2 separate regions of the Gossypium arboreum genome follow, and region 2 is linked to region 1. A link is a contact called in public Hi-C data. All regions are on one chromosome and are shown on one strand. The core of a region is the stretch at or near the end of the contact, and the rest is flanking DNA. Distances in the headings are between cores, read along the strand shown.

Region 1 (4,500 bases), core at 809-3,308:
TGGTTTTCCAGGTTTGTTCTTTTAAGGATTTGGCATATTGTTCGGAGAGACGTTACTTCATATTGCTTAGGAGTTTTGAACAAAGGTATGGCTTTAGAACCCTTTAATATTACCAATATTGTGTTGATTCCAAAAATTCCCCATACGATGAATTTAACAAATTTTAGGCTAATTAGTTTATGCACGGTTCTTTACAAAGTGGTATCAAAGGTGGTAGCTAATCGTTTTCAAATAGTATTAGATGTTTGTATTTATGGTGCTCAAAGTGCCTTTGTGTTGGGTTTATTGATATTTGATAATGTGCTGTTGGTTTATGAAATCTTGCAAACTTTTAGGCAAAAGAGAATAGGGAGAAAGAGGTTCATAGCATTAAAATTAGATATGAGTAAAGTGTAAAACCAGGTAAAATGGCGTTTTTTAAAGGAGATAATGAAATGAATAGGTTTTGCTAGGTCGTGGGTGGAGATTATTATGGGGTGCATTACTTTTGTTTTGTATTTAACAATTGTGAATGAGAAAGTTGGGGAGGCATTCAGATCTACTAGAAGCCTTTGGTAAGGGGGCCCATTGAGTCTGTTTCTTTTTTTAATATGTAGCAAGGGGTTATTGGCTCTTTTATGATATTAGCGATGAAGGATGAACTAATGAAATGGGCTAAAGTTAGTAGGAGGGGTCTTCAAATATTGCGTTTACTGTTCACTGATGATTGTGTCTTATTTGGACAGGCAAACGAAAAAGGGGATTAGATTTTGAAATAGGTATTAAAGGAGTATGATGTGTGTTCAGGGTAGTTTACTAATTATGAAAAGTCCACTATGTTTTATAATTCGAATACCTTTGAAAGGGATAGGCAATTGGTTTCGCAAATTTTGGGGGTTAGGCATTCGAATGGTCTAGAGAGGTACTTAGGATTATCAAATATGGTGGGGTGTAGAAAGAAGATGTCGTTCTAGATTTTAAAGGACCGTTTTAAGAAAAGAATTGATAGTTAGAGCACGAGGTATTTGTCCCAAGGAGGGAATTAGGTTTTCATTAAAGCCTTTTTGTAGGCTATTTGGACATACTTAATAGCTTGCTTTTTGTTACCAAAGTCACTTTGTGGGGAGTTAGCTAGCGAGATTTTGGTGGCAAAAAAGCTCATGGAAGGCGAGGGATACATTGGTGTGAGTGGAACCAATTGTTTGAGTTGAAAGAAAATAGGGGTTTGGGGTTTAGAAGATTAGCAAAATTCAATTTGGCTTTGTTAGCAAAATAAGGCTGCCGTCTTATTAATTATCCAAATTCTTTATTAGCTTGTGGTTTAAAAGCTAAATGGTACTCAAATTCTAATTTTTAAAAATCTACTCGAATTCTGATTTTTAAGTACCAGATTAAGGAATATACCTTCTTGTAATTGGAGAGTGTGTGGGCGTTGATGGGCCTTTTACAAGATGGTCTATGTTGGAGAGTTGGTACTGGTGCCAAAATTTCAGTGTTTGGGGATGCGTGGCTACCAGGGGTAGTCAATTACAAGGTGGGAAACAATATTAGTAATGCTGATGTAACAATGGTTTCAGATTTAATAGATAGTAACTCTAGAGAATGGAAAGTGGATGTGATTAAAAATATATTTTCTAATATTGATGCTGCTAGAATTCGAGTTTGTTTAGCTAAGGAGGCACATGATGATCTGCTGGTTTGGAAAGGAGAACTTTCGGGGGAGTTCTCGATATGGACTACGTATAAGATGCTTCTAGCAGGTAATACAAATCCTAATTCCAATTACATCCAAAATGATTCCAGGGCTTTTTACAGAAAATTATGGAGTTTAGATCTATTTGCTAAGCAAAAAGTTACAATTTAGAAAATTTCTTGGAATTTTTTACTTACTCTAACTAATTTATATTACAAAATATTAGTGGTCAGTGCATTATGTCCTAGATATGGGGGTGCTGTGGAGAGCAAAGACAATGTATTTCAAGAGTGCCTGAAAATTTTGAAAAATTTAAACATTGTATGGCTAGTGACAAGTTCTAATTCAGAAAATAGGGAGTGGCTTACCTGGTTTTTCAAGAATTGTTCAATTAACCATTGTCGTCTTTTATGTTGTGCATTGTTGATAATCTGGACAGAAAGGAATAAGTGTATGCATGAGGGAAAACAAATATCTGGAAGAAGTATTATTGATTTGATTCTCAGTCATATTCGGGAATTAGATGGTTTAGAAGGAAGGGTACCTACAACGAGTTGTATGACTATGGGGTGGAGCCCTCCGATGGGGATGAGTGTTAAGATTAATTTCAACGCAGCTTACGACCTCTGACAGTACAGATTTGGGTCGGGGATGGTAGTTAGAGACGCCAATAGAGGGGTTTTAGCCTCGAAATCAGTACCGAACAGGGATGTATTGTCATCGTTTGCAGCTGAGGCTCCCGCATGTTCTCAGGCGGTGCAAATAGGGGTGGACATGGGGTTGTCATCGGTGATGATTGAGGATGATGCATTGTCAATTATCAAGAAGTGTCAGTCAACCGAAGTTGATAAATAAAAAATAAGGGCTTATATCAGAAATATCCAACAGAATAAAATAGAGATTCAGAATATTTACTTCAAATATACCCCAAAGATGGCGAATTTGGTGGCTTATAAGATAACTATAGAGAGTTTGGGGAAAGGGGAACAGGTTTACTTAGAAGGGAGAGTGCCTGACTATGCCTTGAGCTCGCTGGAGGCTAACTGGTGGAGGGTTAGTGAGCCGAATTAAGAAAGTACTCTTGAACGATTCTCCAATCAGGGAAGAAGACGACGAGGATGGAGAGAACCTGAAGGGAAAAGTCAGATTTCTCTTAGGAACTGGAATTGACGGTATGAAAAAAATGAAGGAACGAGAATAGACAGTAGGGGATAGTTCAGATTAGATTGGACTAGATATTTCTTTTCTGTTTTATTTTTTTTGGTTTTTCTTTTATTTTTTGTTGCTAACGGATTGTGGCCAGCAGTATAGGCTTGGGGCCATATTTTTAGTTTTGGTTCTCATAAGTTTTTAATAAAATTCCAATCCGATTTCTTTCAAAATAAAATAAAATAAAACATAAGCGAATCTAGAGAGGTAGGTAAGGGCTTTGGTTAACTTCAATGGATAAATTGCCTTTTAGTTCTCTTATAAATGATATAATCAAAAGTTAATATGTGATAAAATTATGTTTTATCCCCAAAAATAAATTTTTTTATTTAGCACATTAAAAAATGATAAAAGTATAAATTAATATAAGATAAAATTATACTTTGACCTTAAAAAATTATAATTCAATTCAATTTCTTTAAAAAAATTTCTTGCTCCACCCTCATTTAAATATATTGAAAATAGAAAATTTAGTAATTAATTTAACAAAAATTTAATAGTTAGGTGATGATGATTCACTTAACTAACTAAAATCACGACAAAGGCAAGCGCACCTATCGAATAATAGTATAGCTTCCATGAGGACTAAAAGTACTAGTATTTACTATCTTTCTATTATCTAGCCGGTAAATTGAAGAAGTTTGTTTTAATCTAAAATTATCTAAACTAATTATTAAGAACTCGACAGAGAATAAAGTAAGAAAATAATCGAATAAACCGATGAAAGAGACAATACCCAGGAAAGACTCCACCTAGACTTCACTTATTATTCTGAATCTGAATTAAATGATTTATTCTCTTGCCTTGATCTGTAAAAATCCCTAAATTATATTAGTATCTCTTTCGAGAGTAAAAACAACTGACTTTAGGTTGATTAATTGAAATCTCTTTCTAATTAAAACTCTTATTGTCGCATTAACTCGTTCTATAGATTCCCCTATTAGATTTGACTCTAATTTGGTAGATTTATGTCGTCTTATTTCTAGGATTGCATGCAACTTCACTCAATTATGCCTGATCTACTCTTAAACAGAGACTTTTCTTCCACTGAATTAAGCACATCAATCATGAATTAATATCCTGAAAACATTAAAACATGGAATAAGTACACATAATTGAGATTAAGAATTCAAGTCTTTATCATGTAATTCAAAAAATTAAATAACAAGATCCATCATAGGTTTCATCTTCCCTAGGTATCTAGGGAATTTAGTTCATACTTTGGGAGGAAAACATCTCAAAATTAGGAAAACTACAAAACATAAAGAAACCAAAAAACTTCTAGAGAAGTTGACTGGAGATCTTCAATCTTGAAGGAGATCTTGCTTCTGAGTTGATTCCAACGGCGTTCTTTGAGTAATTTCTTCGTTCTACTCTACATGCTCCCTTAAGACTTCTTCTAGTGTGTATTTATAAACTTTAGAATGCTCAGAAACCCTTAAAATTAATTTTTTTGCGTATTAGGAAAACTGGGTTCGAAATCGACACGAGCTAGCACACTGGCATGTGGCCAGCCTGTGTGGCTCACACGGGCGTGTGGCCAGCCCGTGTGGCTCACACAAGCATGTGCTCAACCTGTGTGAGAATGCTCAGGCTGTGTGGTTCCTAAAAATAGATTG
Region 2 (4,533 bases), core at 1,216-3,715, 230 kb after region 1:
AACAAGGGCAAAATTCGAGAGGAAAGATAAATGATTGCTTTTCTAGAAGTGCTAGAAGAGTGCGAGATAAGCGATTTGGGTTTTTCTGGGCAATGGTACAAATGGAAGAGAGGTAAGTTGCCTGGAAATAATATAAGGAAAAGACTGGACAAATGGGTAGCTAATCTAAAATGGTGGGATCTTTTTATAGGGTATTCGGTGAACCACTTGCAACATAGCTTTTCTGATCATTGCCTGGTGGTTGTGGATACAAATGGGGATAGGAGTTTGCGATTTAGGAAAAGACAGTACCAATTTCATTTCAATGCCAATTGGATGCTGGGTAATGACTTCGAGAAACGAGTTAAAAGTGGTTGAAACTCAACTAAGCAAAATAACTTGGTAAAGCTGAAGGAGATAAGAGTAAGCTTGAGCAATTGGGCAAAAAAGGAAAAAGTATTAAGGGAGCAATGAACAACAGTTTTAAATTCTAGACTGCTTGAATTAAGTGCAGATGAGATTAGTGATGCAGTTTTGGCGAAGATTACAAAGATTAAACTAGAGATGAATTTTAAAGCTGACAGGGAAGAATTATTTTGGGAACAAAGGGCAAGAATCAACTAGCTCCGGATTGTGGTTAGAAACATGGCATTTTCCATAGCCTAATTGTTTGTTTGCACGATTAATGGAGGCAAAATATTTCCCAAGAGGGGACTTCATGAGTACAGGATTAGGTTCTTACCCTTCGTATACCTGGCGAAGTATCTGGGAAGCTAAACAACTCCTTGAGGAGGGGGTGGGTTGGAGAATGGGGGACGACATTGCAGTAAATATTTGGAATGATGCCTGGTTGCTAAGGTTTGGAAATGGTAGGGTGCACTTTCAGAATATTGATATTCGATATTCTAAGGTGTATGATTTAATCGAGAGGGAATCTGTTACCTGGAAGCAAGATGCTATTTGTTTATCATTTGGAGAGGAGCAGCTGAAGAGAATTCTTTTGATCCCATTGGCTAGCAGTGAACCACATGATGCGTTAATTTGAAGAGGCAATAATACAAGGATTTATACAGTCAAAAGTGGATATAAATGGCTAATTACAGTTGAGGATTCTATGATACAACATGAATTTCTATCTCAGTTTCTTAATGTACCAAGCAAGATTCGTATACATATGTGGAGGGTTGCTAATGAATTTGTGCCCACGATGCAAAATTGAGAGCCCATAAGCTTGTGGTGGATACGCTCTGTCCAATATGCCGAGCAAAAGAGGAAACGGTGAGCCACTTTTTTCGGGATTGCACTTTTACTCAACAGGTACAGCAGGAGTTGGGGGTGACTAACTCAACTACCAACAGAGAATCCAATTGGAAAAAATGGTTAGCATTAGAGTTGAGAACTATAGTAATGAAGCATGCAAAATCAGAGCTATTTCTTTCTGGGCTCTTTGGTACATTCGCAACAAAATTTACCATGAAGGGATAAGGGAGCAAGCACATGAAATTGTGAGGTTTATCAATGCTTATTATTCCGAAATAACGCAAATGGGTGAGATATTGAAGAATAGGCAAGAGACTAAAAGATTTGTGTGGGAACCACCTGTTGATGATGTTATAAAAATTAATTTTGATGCTTCTTTTAATCAACATTCTCGAAGATCATGTTCACGAGTCATTGCGTGGAATAAAGAAGGATTAGTGATGGCATCGTGTACTTACCCATGAAAGAATATTTCAGATCCGATTATGGCCGAGGCAAGGGCGTGTTTGCAGGCTGTTACTATGGCCGTCGAAATGGGTTTTCGAGATATATGTGTTGAGGGAGACGCGCTAACTGTAATCAAAAAACTAAACTCTGCAAAAGAAGATAGATCATGTATTAGCAGTCTGATTTAAGAAATCAAGGGGAGAACACCCAAATTTAGAAGAATGTGTTTTAGATTTGTACCGAGGGAAGCCAATAAAGTGGCACATGGGATGGCGATGGAAGGACGGAGATATGATGACCCCAATACTAGATAGAGGAAGTACCGCGTGAGGTGGAAGAACTGGTAAACTGCGATAGGAGTGGCGGAGATGATGGTGGATGACTGGTTTAGTTGAGTCCGGACTTTGTGACGATTGGTCTGTCCGATGAACTCGAGGATTTTGATAGAGATTGGGGCTTGAAAGGTCAGAAATTGGTTGTTCATGGATAATCGGTCTCTTGAGTTGCTGATGCACAAAAGATGTTGCTTAAAATGCTAGAGAAGAATGGGATTCCAAGCCTGGCTTTTCTCTTTGTTAAGTTTGAGTTTGTTTGGTTTCATTTCCAAGTTTGTGTCTGTTCTATGTGCTTTCCATTACTTTTTGTTTTGTTTTTGTGAGTTTCAAAGCATCGTTTTGGTGATCAATTAGGGATGGCTAGTTGTAGGGTCATTAGTCTTTAAGGCCTGTAATCGAATTGATTTCTTTTCCCATTAATAGTATCAGCTGGCATTTTCAAAAGAAAAAATTTAATATTGTTAGTATAATATTTTTGTTATTTTAGATAGTTTTAGATAAATGATAAATATAATTATTTGAATATTTTTAAAAATATAATTTATTTAGATTTTTTATAAAATAAATTTAACTTAATATTTTTATGTTAAACGATAAGTACTTATCTAATTATTTATTCAACACTTTTTATTACAAATTTTATATTAAGTCAAAAATTAAAATGATTATCAAACATAATTAAAATATTAAATATTTTATTCAATTAAAATAATTATTGTATAGAAAAAGTCCTAAATAATTATTTCGATAGAATAAGTCCATTTCAAAATTAAATAAATAAAATAAACAAATGGGCTTTTTAACTACGAAGAAGCTAAAGCTCAGATTATGAAGGGATCCCTTCAAAGCCCAAACCTAATTAGCTATCCGCCGACTCCGAGAATCGAAGTAAAGCATGCCCCTCACCAACGCAACCCCTAAACCCTAATTTTGAATTTTTCTCTATTTATAGTTACGCCCGCAGCTGAAGCAATTGCCTCTCTCTCTCTCTCTCTCTCTCTCTCTCCATTTTTTTCTTCTCAAAATGATGAATTTCTGAAGCTTTGATTATCCTTTTTTCTGGTTTTGTTTTCAATAACAGAAGATGGGGGAGGCTGTGATGTTGAAAACTACCTATTTTACGAAGGGGGTTTTTTCGCTCTTTTGTGATTAGAAAATCACCAATGGATCCTTCTGAGCCTTCTTCTTCCCTCCAACTTCACTGTCTTTTTATTTATTTATGAAAATATATATATTATTACCTGATTCAGAGCCATTGAAATGATGATATCCTTTCCTGAAATAATACAATGTAGCCTAAAAAAATTCAGACTACAATTATCTGATCATTTTGGCTCTTAATTTTGTATCAGTTTTCATCTCCTTTTTATTCGTAAGCAAATCAAGATATACCTATAACAACAGTAACTTTTTTATTTCACATTTTGCAAAAGATGGGAACAGTAGAGCAAAGCAAACTAGGTTTAAGGGTAGGGCAGAGCAATCTGGTTTCTTGAATATTGGAAGTTTTGTTAAATATATCTGAATTGTGGAATTGGGCGTCCCAATCTCAGCTGCAGGTTGACATGAACAATGTTTGAAGCTGCCTTCATTATCTCCTTCTCTGCTTCCTTCGCTGTGTCCATGGCTTCGCTGCATTTAGGCAAATATATTGAATTTGAATCTCCAAGGCAAAATCTGAACAAATTATGAATCTAAAACGAAAAGGAAAGCTTGTTTACCGGATCATAATATCTGGTGGCATGGTAACCTCAACTTCAAGTACCATCTTCCCTTGTAAGGTGTGTTGGGTGATGCGCTCGACCTTAAATTTCTGCAAGCATTCATGTAACCTTGAGAGCTTAAAATCAGGTTTGTTTATAACATAATGAGAGGAGACACATACCTTTGGAAACTTTGATGAGAGAATATGAGAAACAATTGCTTGAACATTCTCTTCACCGACAGACATGTTACTATTCTGTTCAGTGATTGTCTTCAAACCTTCATTTTGGTCCATTAAATCAGGGGAGAACTCTACATAGGCAGGATCTACAATTTCGAAATGGAAAAAAGAAAGTTGATATTTAAGCCAACAATTTGGAAATGCAAACGGTGTTTTTAAAGCCCATAGGTAATGTGACTACCACAATGAAAAGTTGGTTTAGGGATGAACTAGTCATGTAACATACCAATGTGTATGAAAACTTCGGTTACTTCGGGGTGGGATTTATGAATTTGGTGACGAACATTTTCGCCAATGCCATGTGCAGTACTAACACTAGAAAAGGGATCAACCTGCGGGTTGGAAGAATAAGAGGAAATTACTTAGTAATAGGCGATATTTTATAGCTAAATAAATAAAGATCATATACTCAGTTTAGCAAAAGTTAGGCGAAGTTTATACTTTCCAATCATGCCCTCTTTGCAATACTCGTTGGTAGTTAAAAATATGCTAAAAACTCACCACAATATGTACATCAAGGTACAGATTAGAACCAGCTCTCCTTCCTCTCATTCGATGGCATCCCTA

The links. Hi-C and Micro-C count contacts between places; a contact is called where the count stands out from the background.
Region 2: a contact with region 1 is called in a Hi-C map of leaf, with 4 times the contacts expected there. The contact joins the promoter of LOC108458482 here to the promoter of LOC108459011 in region 1. A contact is called at or near these places in 2 of 5 Hi-C or Micro-C datasets (both in leaf).

The regions. Positions count from the first base shown.
Region 1 is chr8:125,095,965-125,100,464 of ASM2569848v2, forward strand. It overlaps LOC108459011 (heavy metal-associated isoprenylated plant protein 35-like), which reads right to left and starts at 2,059. Exons shown (of 4, transcript XM_053017959.1): 1 at 2,041-2,059. The coding sequence starts at 2,059.
Region 2 is chr8:125,324,928-125,329,460 of ASM2569848v2, forward strand. It overlaps LOC108458482, which reads right to left and starts at 2,466. Exons shown (of 3, transcript XR_008286844.1): 1 at 1,927-2,466; 2 at 922-1,833. It overlaps LOC108457948 (metal tolerance protein C1), which reads right to left. Exons shown (of 12, transcript XM_017757167.2): 8 at 4,468-4,530; 9 at 4,193-4,298; 10 at 3,907-4,052; 11 at 3,743-3,834; 12 at 3,363-3,653. The coding sequence ends at 3,533. It overlaps LOC128279871 (small nucleolar RNA R41), which reads left to right and starts at 3,109; the gene lies at 3,109-3,206. LOC128279873 (small nucleolar RNA Z155) reads left to right here and starts at 3,275; the gene lies at 3,275-3,352.